2 separate regions of the Mus musculus genome follow, and region 2 is linked to region 1. Evidence: chromatin contacts called from public HiChIP or PLAC-seq data. All regions are on one chromosome and are shown on one strand. The core of a region is the stretch at or near the end of the contact, and the rest is flanking DNA. Distances in the headings are between cores, read along the strand shown.

The links. HiChIP or PLAC-seq counts read pairs in DNA pulled down with a chosen protein or histone mark.
Region 2: a contact with region 1 is called in an H3K27ac HiChIP or PLAC-seq map of stem cell-derived neural progenitor cells. The contact joins the promoter of Srp9 here to the enhancer-like site in region 1. A contact is called at or near these places in 1 of 39 promoter capture datasets (embryonic stem cells), 4 of 15 datasets of contacts at CTCF or cohesin (embryonic stem cells and large pre-B cells), 41 of 484 Hi-C or Micro-C datasets (CD8 T cells, ECoMG myeloid progenitors, the G1E-ER4 cell line and 12 more), 9 of 115 datasets of contacts at active chromatin or transcription factors (embryonic limb bud, embryonic stem cells, neural progenitor cells and 2 more) and 3 of 9 other capture datasets (adipose tissue, embryonic stem cells and pancreatic islet).

The regions. Positions count from the first base shown.
Region 1 is chr1:181,992,777-181,999,811 of GRCm38.p6, forward strand. All of the region lies in intron 1 of Enah (ENAH actin regulator), which reads right to left. Among named protein-coding and RNA genes, the nearest start is that of Enah, 24 kb to the right of the region's middle. Within about 2 kb of position 4,510, at least 28 of the 459 cell types and tissues checked have an H3K27ac peak or open chromatin away from gene starts, as enhancers often do. A contact at or near this core is called in neural progenitor cells, stem cell-derived neural progenitor cells and trophoblast stem cells, where this site is marked.
Region 2 is chr1:182,120,553-182,127,587 of GRCm38.p6, forward strand. It overlaps Srp9 (signal recognition particle 9), which reads left to right and starts at 4,185. Exons shown (of 3, transcript NM_012058.3): 1 at 4,185-4,423. The coding sequence starts at 4,352. Gm33725 (a long non-coding RNA gene) reads right to left here and starts at 4,214. Exons shown (of 3, transcript XR_373761.4): 1 at 3,881-4,214. It also overlaps the pseudogene Gm17968.

The DNA of each region.
Region 1 (7,035 bases), core at 3,260-5,759:
TGAAGGTTTGAAGATTCCCAATAGTGCCAGACAACCGAGGCTCAGCTATAATCTGGTACCCTATAACTCTGACGTACATCAATTCACAGACTGCTGCATCATCACCTTTCAAAGTGAGTTTATACTAAAAAATGACAAACTAAAGAAACATAGGCACACTCTTGCTGTATATTCTTGTACATTAATCTGTAGTCCAAAGCTCCTCACACATTAGCCACTCTTTGGGGCTCACAATGTATCATCTAGATACTCCAGGAGACCAAAAGGCCAAGTCTAAAAGGTTTGGTCTTATTCTATGAGCCTGGTTCCGGATCTGGATACACAGAACTCAGCACACACCCACGTACGCACGCATACACACACACACACACACACACACACACACACACACACACACATTAAAAGCATCTACAGTAAGTTCAGATACATAAGAGCACTCAAACAAGTATTCACTTAGACAACCAAAAGGCTTTTAGCCACACTAAGCTGACAATAAGCTGCAATTTACAGTCCCTGCTCTAAACTCAACATAATTAGTACCATCACAACTGGTCATATGTATGGTCCATGTATGCAATCCCAGCTGGCTTACACACCATCCAGCTAAGTAAACTTTACAAGCTTCTAAAGGTTGCTAGAGTGGACATTCCTATACACAATTGTGATTGGCTAAGTATTATTTAATGCTTTCACCAGCACAGTGAGAAGGATTGTAACTCTACCACTACCAAAAAAGATTATAGTTAATTTTAAAGTTAAACACTCTGTTACCGGTAACTGTTCAATTCCAAGAAAAACTCAAAAAAAAGGCACAAGTAACATTTTCAATTTGCTCACAGTAGCTGCCAACCACTCTTTAAAGAAAACTTCCTTACAGAGAAACGTTACCAGCCAGAGCTAAGTAAATGTAACCAGAGTGAGCAACAAAGCCTTTATCATCCTTGAGGCAAAAAAAAACCGTAACTCAACAGCCAGGAGGCAGATTTCAACTGCAGACCAACTTGCACCTAATCCCCAAACAGACTGCTCAACAGCTGTTGCTCTTGTCAAAGTTGTCTCCATTCTCTCCAAATATGCCCCTGGAGGAGACTGACAACTCTCTACAAGCAATCAGCCTGACTAGCAATCAACTCTTCCAAAAACTGGGGATAAAAAAAAGAAGCGAACCACGGACCCATGCCCCTAAAATTCATCAAATAACATCTCATCAGCGACTCTTTGTATGAATGACTTATCCCCTCCTCTCCAAAAAAGGGCCATCCAAGTAGGACTCTCTCCCCATTCAGCCTACACATAATTTAATAAGTACCTAATAAATGTTAGGAATTATTCTCTCATCTTCCTGAGATACTAAGGAACCTTCACCAGCTTCTCTAAAAACTCAACTTGTGAAAATTGTAGGTGAACACTGTGTAACAGAATGAAATGAAAAGGTGTTACTTCTGTGCCCTCAATTTTTTCTTATCTTCCTCTTAGATAAATATATTTAAAAATAAAATCTCCTAAATTCTGTTAACTACACTACCTGCCAAGTATAGGAAGAGCATTAGTCTCTTTAAAAGAGACTGGTGGGATCCCGGGAACAAAGAGAAGGTCCTCAGCAGCAGAATGCTACACACTCAAACTCACCCTGAGAGAGCCAACCCACATCATGTCATCTCTCCCAGTAGTATATCTCAAACTGTTAGGGGTAGTAAAAAAGACACTCTATCCAATTCAATATGCACACAAAGGCAAACTGCCTTCATAACATTTGCCACAACTGTGTGCAACTAGATATTCCTATTGCATTTCTAATGATAGAGCAGTTTTTAAAACAATGCCTTCCCCAACCCTACCTCTCTTTTTTTTTTAGGCAAGTTCACTGGCCCCAGGATTGAGGTGCAGAAGATGCCATGGGGCGAGGGGGTGGAGAAAGGGTAGAGAGGGGAAAGGAAGGGAAGGTGAGAGGAGGAGGGGGGGGGAGGGAGGGAGGGAGAGAGAGAGAGAGAGAGAGAGAGAGAGAGAGAGAGAGAAACACAAGTGCGAAAACAATGTCCTCTCTTAACCCCTTTCTCCACTTTTTTCCCCATTAGTTTTTATGTGGTGGTTGTGCAAGGGAGAATGACAAAGATAGAACCTACCAGAATCCCCAGATTCTGGGATCTTTGTTCCGTAAGCAGCTAAGTGAGCAAACTGGTGCAACATAAAAGGAAAAGAGAACGTTCCATCTCAAGCATTCCTGTTTGAAATCCGGACAGTCCCAGATAGAAGGTTCATTGACTAAAGGGAATCTGATGCCAAGTTGGATGAACTGAATTCAATTTCTAAATCTCACAAAGAGGACCAACCCAGTAAGTTGTCCTAGAGTCTCCACATCTACACCATGGTGTGTACACACACACACACACACACACACACACACACACACACACACACACACACACAAAATGTTAAAAAGGACTTGTCAAGTCAATTTTGTATTCATTGTGCTTTGTCAAATAAATCACAAACATCAAAAATGTTCATAGCTGGGCACATATGTCTTTAATCCCAGTACTTCCGGGGTAGAGGCAGGCCAATCTCTGAGCCTGATCTACAGTGATTCTAGGCCACCACAGCTACATAATGAGGCCCTGTCCCAAAAAGGAGGGAGAGGGGAAGATGTTGGTGAGGGCTTAGTCATTAAGAACACTGTTTCTCTGGAAGATCTAAATTCAATTCCAGCACCCACATTGCAGCACACAACTGTGTATACCTCTAGTTCCAAGGGAATCAATGTCCTCTTCTGGCCTCTAGATACCAGGCTCCCATGTGGCACACAGACATAAAAGCAGGTAAAACATTGAAACACACAACAAAGAAGAAAAGGACTGTGTAAGTTTAAAAGAAAAAGAGGGGGGAAAAAAACCTTCAGAGATAATTAAATATACTGGGTTGAACCATTTAAAAATTAAAGCTGCCAATACCTGGTCTTTTAACCTCCCCAAACTGGTAATTTTGCACAGCTAAAACTAACAGTGTAACACATACTTCAAAGGAACAATGATTCAAGTGGCACTGCCAGTACTGGCTTAAGAACTTCACTTTCATTATAACAGTTTCCACAGCAAGCTGGGTGCTAATCTCCTACCAAACAACTGTCTGTGAAAGCCAGGCTGCCTAAAAAGCCACACTGTCATGATCCACTCTCTGAATACATTTCAACCTCACTGGGACCGGTTTCTTCCTTTTTAACTAATTCACCCAAAACCAGGCTCCTAACACAAGCCTGGTACTTTTCCATGCCCCTTGGTTTTCTCACAGAAAAAAACAAAAACAAAAACAAAAAAACCCCACTACTTATAGCAATAGCCTTATCTTGTTTTATGGAGGTCTGTTCGTGTCAAATAAACAAATGACAGGCTCCCTAATAGTAGAGATAACCCTTTCCAATCTTTGAAAACCTGCAATAAAATATATACTCAATTTAGGACAGGTTGGATGACTCTGCCCTACACAATGAAAAGAATGGCTAAGTTCCTCAACAACTGAACCTCAAAGAGCCAAGACAAAGGTCTCTAAGAAATACTTCAAATTTTTGACACTTTTGGTAGCTGTCACTGGGTGCATTCTTCCTGGGCCAGCTGGACATTGTCTCTATGTAGTGGGGAAACTAAGATGCCTACCTAACCTAATCGAGCATACTTAATGGGCCCTTCCTTCACTTGACAGTTGCCGGTGAAGCACTATACTCAGTATTGTAAATGTGGAACTCTGCAAATTCCTCTCTTCCTTATGCAGAACCCATTCTTGAAAAGCACATGAAAGAGAAACATCTAAGAGCTGAGCAAGTAGCTGATTTAAAAAAAAAAAATGTTTTTAACCTTTTATGTGAAAGCTGTTCTGCCTACATGTGAGTCTACACACCAGGTGTGTGTTGGACCCTTATGAGCTGTGAGCTGCCGTGTGGATGCTCTAAATTGAACCCAGGTCCTTTGGAAGATCAACCAGTGTTCTTACCCTCTGAGCCATCTCTCCAGCCCCACAAGAAGCTGATTTTAAAAATAGATTTTCATGTCTTAAGGAACAAACGTTTAAATTTAAAAAGCCAAGGCACAATCACGTGATTGACATATGACAAATACAAAGCAGGAAATTAATTTTCTTAAACCGATTCCTGTCTCAGCCTCTAATTTTCTTTACACACCTAAAACAGTACTCATTATACAGAATTTCAAACAAATAAATAAAAAGGTGAACAGAGATCTCAGAAGGAGATAGTCTCTTACAAATGTTCTGGGTTTTTTGTTTTGTTTTGTTTTTTTTAAATGTCTTAAAATGAAGGCACTGCAATGCTTACCTATACGTGGGGAAGAAGAATCAGCATTTAGAGGCTAACCTGGTCTATGCTTAGCTTCGGGCCAACCTAGAATACATAGCATGATCCTTTCCTCTAAAAAAACAAAAACAAACCCACACATATACACACATCCAGTCTTTTCTTCTTTTAAAGAAAAGGAATGTTGCAATCCCATTTCTGACTAATTGCTCGTGGGGGTGCATGCCTACCATACCTGTGAGGGCTGCTTCAAGACTGAAAGCACCAGGCTGCTTTGTGAGTTTCGTGGCAGCATATGCAATGGAGTGAGAACCTGTGTCAACCAACCAACAGAACCAAACAAATCTGAACTGTGAATCAGCAGCACCCAAGCTCTACCCACCCAGAGCTGAGTATCACTGAGAAGAAAAAAGCTGTACTGGGGAGGAAGACCAAGACATCAGCTAATGAGAGAGGAGAGAACCAAAAGAGCTTAAGTCACTTAAAACCAGAAGTCACTTAAGTCGCCGAAGGGGAATGCTGTCAAACAGCTGATGAAAACCTGGGTCACTGTTATGACCAACTTTTCGTAGGTGTGCTTTGTAATGACTTTCCTTCCACTCATGGGGGTAATCTATCCATACTTCAGGGAGCAACTGAATCAGTCTCAGATGCTACAACGCATCTGTTTGCCACCACCCATTACCAAAACGCTTGAGTTTCAATAGATGTCTTCACACAGCAACGACTGCATCCTAGTAGAACATGAGCAGTTTAAAGAGCAGAGACTAGTAAGCTAAGTCTTCCTTCTCACTAACCTGACCACAACCAAACAGACTCTAAGTATAATGTAGGAGGAAAGAAAGCTCAGCAGAACCCAGAGTTAATTATTCTTCAATTTAAAGGTCAACATCAAAACATTCCCTGCTGCTGCCGGCTGTGAAGCCGTGGACACTCTGTGTATTTGCTGGCTGGCATAAAAACTGGCACAACACTTTTAGAAAGCATTTTGGCAATATGATTCAAGAGCTTTTAAAACTGTTTCTATTTCTTAAGGGATCTAATACTATTTCTGGAATTCTATCTTAAGGACATAGTCTACAATTAAGGAAAAAACCCTTTGGGTTCAGGAAAACATTATTCATTATACAAAACCACTCTACACTATGTAAATAGCCACTTAGAAGGAAATAGGTAATTTACAATGAAACATTCATCTAATAATTTCCTAAAAGCATAAAAAGGGGAAAACATACCAAATGATCAAAGCAAAATGCATGCATTCATAATCACCTGTACATAAATCACAACATAAGGTTGTCTTTAATTGGATCTCTGTTAGTTCGAGGCCAGTCTGGTCTATACAGCAAGATCCAGGACGGCCAAGACTACACAGAGAAACCCTATTGGGGGACAGGTGAGCAACATGAGAAGACTTATAAATCCAGAAGAGCAAGAGTCTTGAGTTTTGCTGAGTGCAGTGGTGCGTGCCCTTACTCCTACCACTAGGGAGACAGAAGCAGGCAGAACTCTGTGAGTTCGAGGCTAACCTGGTTTACACAGTGAGTTACAGGACACAAGAGCGAAGGAGGGAGAGAAAAAACAGAGAAACAAATATGTTCAAATAAAAAAATTAATATGAAAAGATTCTGGGCTTTCAAGTAGAAAATCTATCATAATACTGAAAGGGTGAGAATCAAAGGGAGAAAGGTAAACTCCTGAAGGAACAGCAGCAGGGCCTGGCAGCTCACCCTGCAATCCCAGGAGCCAGGGGAAGGCTGCTACAGAAGGACTGCAAATTCAAGGGCAGATTGTGTTACACAAAGGGACCTTGTCCCAAGGGGGGAAAAAAAGAAGGGGGAGTGGAAATGGAAATATAGTGCTCGCATAATACAAAGCAGAAGGAAAGACGAACCTGCACGAGTCCACTTCTCAGCGTGAAGATCTGCCTTAGCAATGCTTTTCTGCTTTTCCCCACACCTAGTGTCTATTTTCCAGATTAACAACACTACAGTTAACTACAAATCGCCCATGGATAATAACAGGAATGTAGAAAATACCAGTATAAGACCCAATGAAAGCTGTCTGTAGCTTTGGACAGCACTGCATTAGAATTCACAATAACTGGTAAACCTGTAACATGAGGACTATGAAGTCAAAGACAGCCTGGGCCACAGAGTTTTAGGTTGGTTACCATTATGAGATCCTGGCTGGAGAAAAAAGCACAAATGTAATAATATGTATATATACATATATATGCACTATATATGCTACCTATAGCATATATGTGCGCTATATATAGCATACGCATACACACACATAGCAGTGATTTACAACCAATCTCAACAGCAAAGTACGGTAAATAGAAACCTGAAAAAGCTACAGAAAGCCTTTTGTTTAAAAAAAACAAACAAACAAAACAAACAAACAAACAAAAAGCAAAATCCTTGCTCTTTCAACAGAAGGCAACATAGCACAGTGGCTGAGAGCACATCGAGAGCAAGCACTGCTCTGTTCATTGCTTTTTTTCCTTCTCTTGCTCCAGCCCTGCACTCTCTGAACCCACTACTTCCCCAAGCTTAAGATTTATATATTTTATGTATGTGAGTACAATGTCACTGTCTTCAGACACATCAGAAGAGGGCATCAGATCCCATTACAGATGGTTGTGAGCCACCATGTGGTTGCTGGGAATTGAACTCAGGATCTCTGGAAGAGCAGTCAGTGTTCTTAACCGCTAAGCCATCTCACCAGCC
Region 2 (7,035 bases), core at 2,935-5,434, 130 kb after region 1:
GAGTTGTCAAGTTGCCAAGACTACTGTCGGGGTGAGCTTGGGAGACGCCGATTAAGAGTTCCAGGAACTCCTCTTTCTACCTTTGCAGAGTACTAACGGTGCCGGGTGGTGTGAACATATTGGTAATGAAATCTGGACCATTATCAGACTGTAGGTACTGGAAAAGCCCAAAGCAAGAAATGAAGTGTCTGTAAGGATGCTGACGACCTCTGAGACACTTTCTTCTTGGTGGGAAATGCCTTTGTCTATCCAGAGAGGGCACTCAGTGGGTATCTGCTTCCTTTGCATGGGTGCATATAAGTAAAATTCGCTTGCCAACTTTCTTCCTGTACTGAGGGAGCGTGGTTTCTCTACGCTGCACACAAGTATAGGGGGAGCAGGTTTAAGCCCCACCCCCCATTGGCCTCCCAAGTAGGGCAGGCTTTAGAGACACATCACAATGTCTAAGGAACACTGTGTCTATGAAGACAGGCTCTATTAGAACTTGGAGGGATTTCGCCCTCAAATATATGGCCCAATAAGAAGGGCTTTCACTGGGAGGATCCAGAGAGCAGCAGTCTGTTTTCTGGGCTTTGTAACTCTGTCTCTGAAGTGATTGTGAAACCCTGGTCTTGGGACCTAGGAGGACGGGATCGGGATTGGGAATTTAGACAGTCTGCGGTAAAGGCTCAGCTGCCTGTTTAGCCTGCTTGGGTGTTCCCATGAGAGATGTCCGAGTGGCCATTTTAGTGGGCTTTGAGATGCATAAGCCCATCTGAATTAGAGTCTGGGTGGCTTCTAGAGTGGTCCGAACCTCAGGAGCATGTTTACCCAAGCTGTTACAGGCAGTAAAGAGGCCCCTTTCTCTCCAGATGGCTACACGGGTGTGGGTTACATAGAAATCACAGGATGAATCTGTGTGAATCTCATTCTTGCTCCAAGCTAGAGGGCTCTGGTGAGGGTAATTAGTTCTGCTCTTGGGGCTGATGTGAAGTCACTTGGAATGATCCAGATTCTATGCTCTTTGTGAAGTTCACTACTGCATACTCTGAATGTCCCTGTCTTATATCCATAAAACAGCTACTATTCATGAACCAGGTAGCCTCAGCTTGGGAAAGTAGAGAGAGGAGCTTGTAGACCTGGGTTAGTGTAGTGGGAAGGATTATTTTCTCTCACAGCCCTTGGGATTAGTGTACCAAGCGCTCTTCGCACCGCTGTGACATCATGGCAGACAAAAGCCACCTAAGGAAGGAAAAGCAGATGGCTCAGTGTGGGGTGGGTGCAGGAGTGTGCGGTGACTGGTCACACTGCTTCCAGTCAGGATGTAGAGAGGTGGATGCTGGTGCTCAGCTCACAGTCTCCTTTTATGGCCCAGGGCCCCAGCCCATGGGATGGAGCCACCACATTTCAGATGGATCTTTCCACGCCAATTAACCTAATCTAGAAACTCTCTCACAAACATAGCCAGTCGTTTGTCTGCTAAATGAAAATCAATATTATAGTAAGGTTTGACTGTAGGGTTGTAAAACGAAAGGGTTTGTAGTAACTTCCGAAGCCTGGTTCTCTTGACTCTGCCTTGGAGAGATAAGCAAGGGGGCTTTGAGGACTCCAACATTTTGATTAAACCCCAACACTATGCCCTTTGACTTGTACAGGTGTGAAAGAGGGAATATTAAGATTTGTTGGAAAAAAAATATTTGCTGGGACCAATCTAAAAGAGGTAGGGTTAGAGGGTGTGAACATGATCAAGGCACATTGTGGACATGTGTGAAGATGTCATAACGAAACTCATTGTTATGTACACTGCTAAAAATGTTTACAAACTCCTCTTCCAAGAAGGCCTTTCTGCTGGACTGTCCTTTGTCTCGTCTCGTTTGTTTCTGCTCTTCAGCGTCCCCATAGCCCCTGCAATATGTCCCTTGTTCTAAGGGAATAGAAGCCTTCTTCTGAAGCTAATCTTATTCACAAGTGACTTTAACCTTCGTAGAGATGACTCAGCTAACCACCCAGCCTCCTGGGAACTTGAGCTGTAAAGCCCTAATGTTTGAGCAGACCTTCAAGCATCCCCCGGGAGGCTGACTTCAGAGTCCCTTTGTTTCACCCCCTTTAAAAAAAATCAAAATAATTGCTATCTATTTAGCCCAGGTACCATGATGGCCTCTTGCTAGGACTGCCATCATTCTTGTTTCTTTCTTCCTTTCTTTTCTTTGCTTATTTCTTTTTTTAAAAAGATTTATTTAGGGGGGCTGGTGAGATGGCTCAGTGGGTAAGAGCACCCGACTGTTCTTTCGAAGATCCGGAGTTCAAATCCCAGCAACCACATGGTGGCTCACAACCATGTGTAAGGAGTGTCTGAAGACAGCTACAGTGTACTTACATATAATAAATAAATAAATCTTAAAAAAAAAGGACTGAAGGTTTGTCCCAGAGACTGCTCAATGTTTAAAAAAAAAAAGATTTATTTATTTATTTATTTATTTATTTATTTATTATGAGTATGCTGTTGCTGTCTTGAGACACACCGGAGGAGGGCATCGGATCTAATTACAGGTGGTTGTAAGGCACCATGTGGTTGCTGGGATTTGAACTCAGGACCTTTGGAAGAGTAGTCGGTGCTCTTAACTGCTGAGGCATCTCTCCAGCCCTGCTTGTTTATTTCTAAGTAGCCCAGTTTGGCCTTGGACTAAATAGCTGGGACTTTCCGCAAACTCATGACATAAAAAAAGAAAAAGAAAGAGCAAAAGAAAAAAAGGAAGGAAGGAAAGAAGGAAGAAAAGAGAAAGAAAATGAATGAAAGGAAAGAAAAGAGAAAAAATGAAAGAAAGAAAAAGAAAGAGAAAGAAGGAAAAAGAAAAGAAGTCGGGCAGGGGTGGCGCACGCCTTTAATCCCAGCACTTGGGAGGCAGAGGCAGGCGGATTTCTGAGTTCAAGGCCAGCCTGGTCTACAGAGAGAGTTCCAGGACAGCCAGGGATACACAGAAAAACCCTGTCTTGAAAAACAAACAAACAAACAAACAAACAAAGAAGAAAGAAAGAAAAAGAAAAGAAAAAGATAGGGAAGAGGAAGGCAAGATGGGGAGGAGAATGTGGCTAAGTTCAGTGGCAGAGACCTTGTCTAGAATGCACAATCCTTAGCACTGAAAACCCAAAACAATACAAGACAAAACAAAACAAAAAACCCAACAAAACTGTTTAAAGCTGATCAATGGGGGCTGGTGAGAGGGCTCAGGGTTAAGAGCACTGACTGCTCTTCCAGAGGTCATGAATGAGTTCAAATCCCAGCAACCACATGGTGGCTCACAACCATCTGTAATGAGAAACAAAAAATAAAAACAACAACAGCAACAACAACAACAAACCTTTGGGCCCGGATTGAGGAGGGGCAGAGCAAGATGGAGAAGGGAAGGGGGAAAAAGCAGCTCAATGGACAGGGGGATGTAATTTTTAGTAAGAGTAAACATTCGTGGGGCCAGGAGTGAAGACAGAGGAAATGAATTACAAGGAGGCATGAAGAAATTTCTAGAGGTGAAAAATACCCCCATATATTGATTATGACATTAGGCAAGTAGGTATATGCTCTGTGGCTGTGTGACGTGTGTGTATATGTATTTTTTTCAGAATCCATGATCGTATATTCTCAAAGCCGATGTTTACTGCACACATAAACTATATACCCCAATAAAATTTCTTTTAAAAGCTGTCCTGTGTCACACTCTGCCTGAGGGAAAGACTCAAATTTCGTATCCTAGCAGATGCCACAGTGTAGCTTCCTTCTCTCTGTGCTTCTTCTCTTCCTCCATTCCCTTGAACACTACTGTTCCTCTTAAGTACACGTACACTGCAGATCTTAAATGTGCCTAGAGGTCTCGCCCTTCTCTACTCCCTATTCAGTTTGTCTCACCTCTGGGAGCCTTGCTCCTTTTTGTTCCACTGACCCGATACAAAAGTCTACCACAGAAAGTTTTTGGTTGCGCGTCCGTTATGTCTCCCCAACTCCTTGATTAGGCTTTGAGTGTGACAGCTGCGCCTTGTCATCACCACGACTGTGACTTGGGTACCAGGTCACAGAGCTCCTTAGTCTTTGGAAAGGCAGCACAGGCACTATCCCCTCCAGCCCTGCAGGCGGCGCTGTGGCAGCCGCCCTCTCCTCTCCCGACCTCTCAGAGCGGAGGCCCCGCCCCCCGACATCACGCCTCCTGCCCATTGGACAGGCGCGCGGCCGAGGCTGGCCAATGGCGTGAGCGCTCGTGAGCCTCCGTCTTTGCGCCGCCGGAGTGCAGCGCTGTGGGCGGTTGCGGGAGAGCGGCGGGCCGCCGGGGCGACAGCGCCGTGACTCGCTTCGCGGCCTTGTTCCTCGCTGCCTGAAGCCACGATGCCTCAGTTCCAGACCTGGGAGGAGTTCAGCCGGGCGGCCGAGAAGCTCTACCTGGCGGACCCCATGAAGGTGAGTCGCTGCAGGGACCGCCCTGGGGCCCGGGGCTTCTCTACCCTTGGCGCGGCCTGAGCACGCCCAGGAAACAGTCGGCCCACCCGGTGCCACTGTCCCTTCGTCTGCTTCCGACTGACCCGGAGACCCAGTGACCCAGCGAGGCGACCCCAGCAGCTACAGGCAGGGCGGTTTCCGCAGCGCCGGACCCCACAGCGGCCTGCACCCGGGGGAGCTCCTAACTTCCGCTCGGGATCTGGTTGGTTTACGTGTCGCTGAGTGGGCTCCTCCCCCTGCACCGTCGCTTTCCTGTCCGTCGCTTAGTTTAGTGCCCCTTTCCTTTCCTACCCAGACCCGAGAGTACCAGCTTATAAAATGGTGCTACTGTACGTCCCAGTTAGGAAGCACCTGCTCTACTTTTTTTTTTTTTTTTTTGGATAGTGGGGATTTTTAGTCTTTTCCTGGACCAGTTGAAACATGGAGACTGTTTGCACTCTCACGTTAGACATAAATGTTTGCAAGCGGTTTCATTCCCCAAAGCAAACTACCCAGTCCCATCTCAGCAGTTCAGAACAAGTTCCGGGAGGGGGACACAAAGGTCAGCTTCATCATTCCTTAAAGGATTGTTGAAGGTATGGTAGACGCATGTTTTATGAATATACACGTTAAGGAAAAAGAAAACAAAAACAAAAAAACCGATGAGCAGCTAACAATCTCAAGAACCCGGGCTCAGTGCATAACACGAACTCTGTGTGTGTGTGTGTGTATCATAATGAGACTGCAGAGACACTCAGCATGCAGAACTCACTTAAGGATGGAAAGAGGGAATCTACTCCTTAAATTTGCCCTCTGACCACACATCTCTCACACTAACATGTACACACACAGACACACACATGTAAGTAAAAATCAAAAATATATTGGTACTGGCAGCTTGCGGTGGCAGTACTTACTACAGGATTTTACAGGGAGCATCTTTTACTTTTGGTTGTGAGCATAGCCTTTAGCAGCTAAGCCATCTCTCCAAGCCCACAGGAAGCATCTTTTAAGAAGGTCAGTCCATTAATTCTTACGTATGTCAGTGTTTGCTTGTGCACATGGGGTGCCTGCCCTGCTGGGGTCAGAAGAGGGCATTGAATCCCCGGGAAATGGAGTTAGGCATGGGTGTGAGCCACCTTGTGGGTGCTGGGAGCCAAATCTGTGTCTACCTGCATTAGAACCACAGGAAGACCAGAGTAGACAGTAGAACATTCGGAACCATCCTTGTGTATTTTTAAGCTCCTATCTTCTCATGCGTCCTAGATGGGCCTCATTAATGTCCTGTGGAGATGAGAGTGATCTTGAACTCTGGGTGTTAGCTCCCCCGGCCCTTCTTTTTATTTCTCAGGAACTCAGAGATCCGCCTGCCTCTGCCTCCCGAGTGCTGGGATTAAAGGCGTGTGCCACCACACCCGGCTGCAGGCTCCCTTTTTAAGGCAACATTTAAAACTAATGATCTTATTAAAGTGATAATAAATGGCTAGGTAGATTAGGTATTTTTGAAATTGTGTAGTTTGTGACAGTGGTGGCTTCTTGTATGTACTTTCATGTGGTTCATTTCCTCAGTTGGGCAGTGTGCTGTAAGGTGGTATAAGGTTTGTCCAGAAGGGCCTGATACTGACAACAGTATACAGTGTCTGCATTTAGTAAAGAGACTGTAGATACACCAGCACACATTGAGTGACTATTTGAAGATGTAGTTGCGGGGCCAGTGAAAGTAGAAGTGTCAGGGAGTTGTGATGAGAAGGAGACACAGAGGAGGAGCTGGCCAGATCTGTCCAGGAGAAAATCCTTGTGGCCTCCAAACTTAAGTATAAACCCTGGATCTGAACTCCAGTCCATTCTGGTCCTCGTAGGGCTAACGAAGACAGTTTGTTGGTCTCTAGGATTTGTGTGCGGGAATTCTGCTTTCTGTACCCAGCACATTCAGTGTGGAACCAATGTACCTTTTCACCCTTTACTCTTCCCTTTATGGCTTGAACTGAAATGCTGTTGCTGGTGAGCTGAAAGAGCCCGTGGTTGCTCTGTCTTCCTTTTAGTCCCTCCCTTACGTTTCTGCTACCGTGGTCTGAGAATACCGACACTGCCGTGTCCTCTGCTTAAAACCAGTTCTTCATTGATTACTGAATGAAGTCCTGACTCCCAGTCGCACTGTCTTGATTCAGTCATTCTGGCTTCAGACTTGGTGAAGCCATAGATACATCAGCTCTTTGTTCAGAGTGCTTATACTTTCTTCAGCCTTCTCTATATGAAAACAAAACATGTATTTTCAAAGCCACATCCCAAGAAAAGTGGTTCTTGGCCTCTTTTTCCTTTAGCACTTTTACCAGTATTTTTCTTTATAGGACTTTTTTTTTTTAAATAGACTTAATTCACTTTATTTTTCTTGTATAAAAACCCTCATATGATAGCCACAGATGGAACCTGGGTCCTCTGAACAGATACTCCAGTGTGGGTTTTCACAAGGTGGCCAGTGAATTCCTGATAAAGAGACTTGAATAACAAAGTTTCTTTCCAGAGGTCAGGGGTCAGGTAGCTGTAGGTCTTGGAGGTTGCACCACTGGTGGCCTTGGCAGTGTTATCCAGGGTGG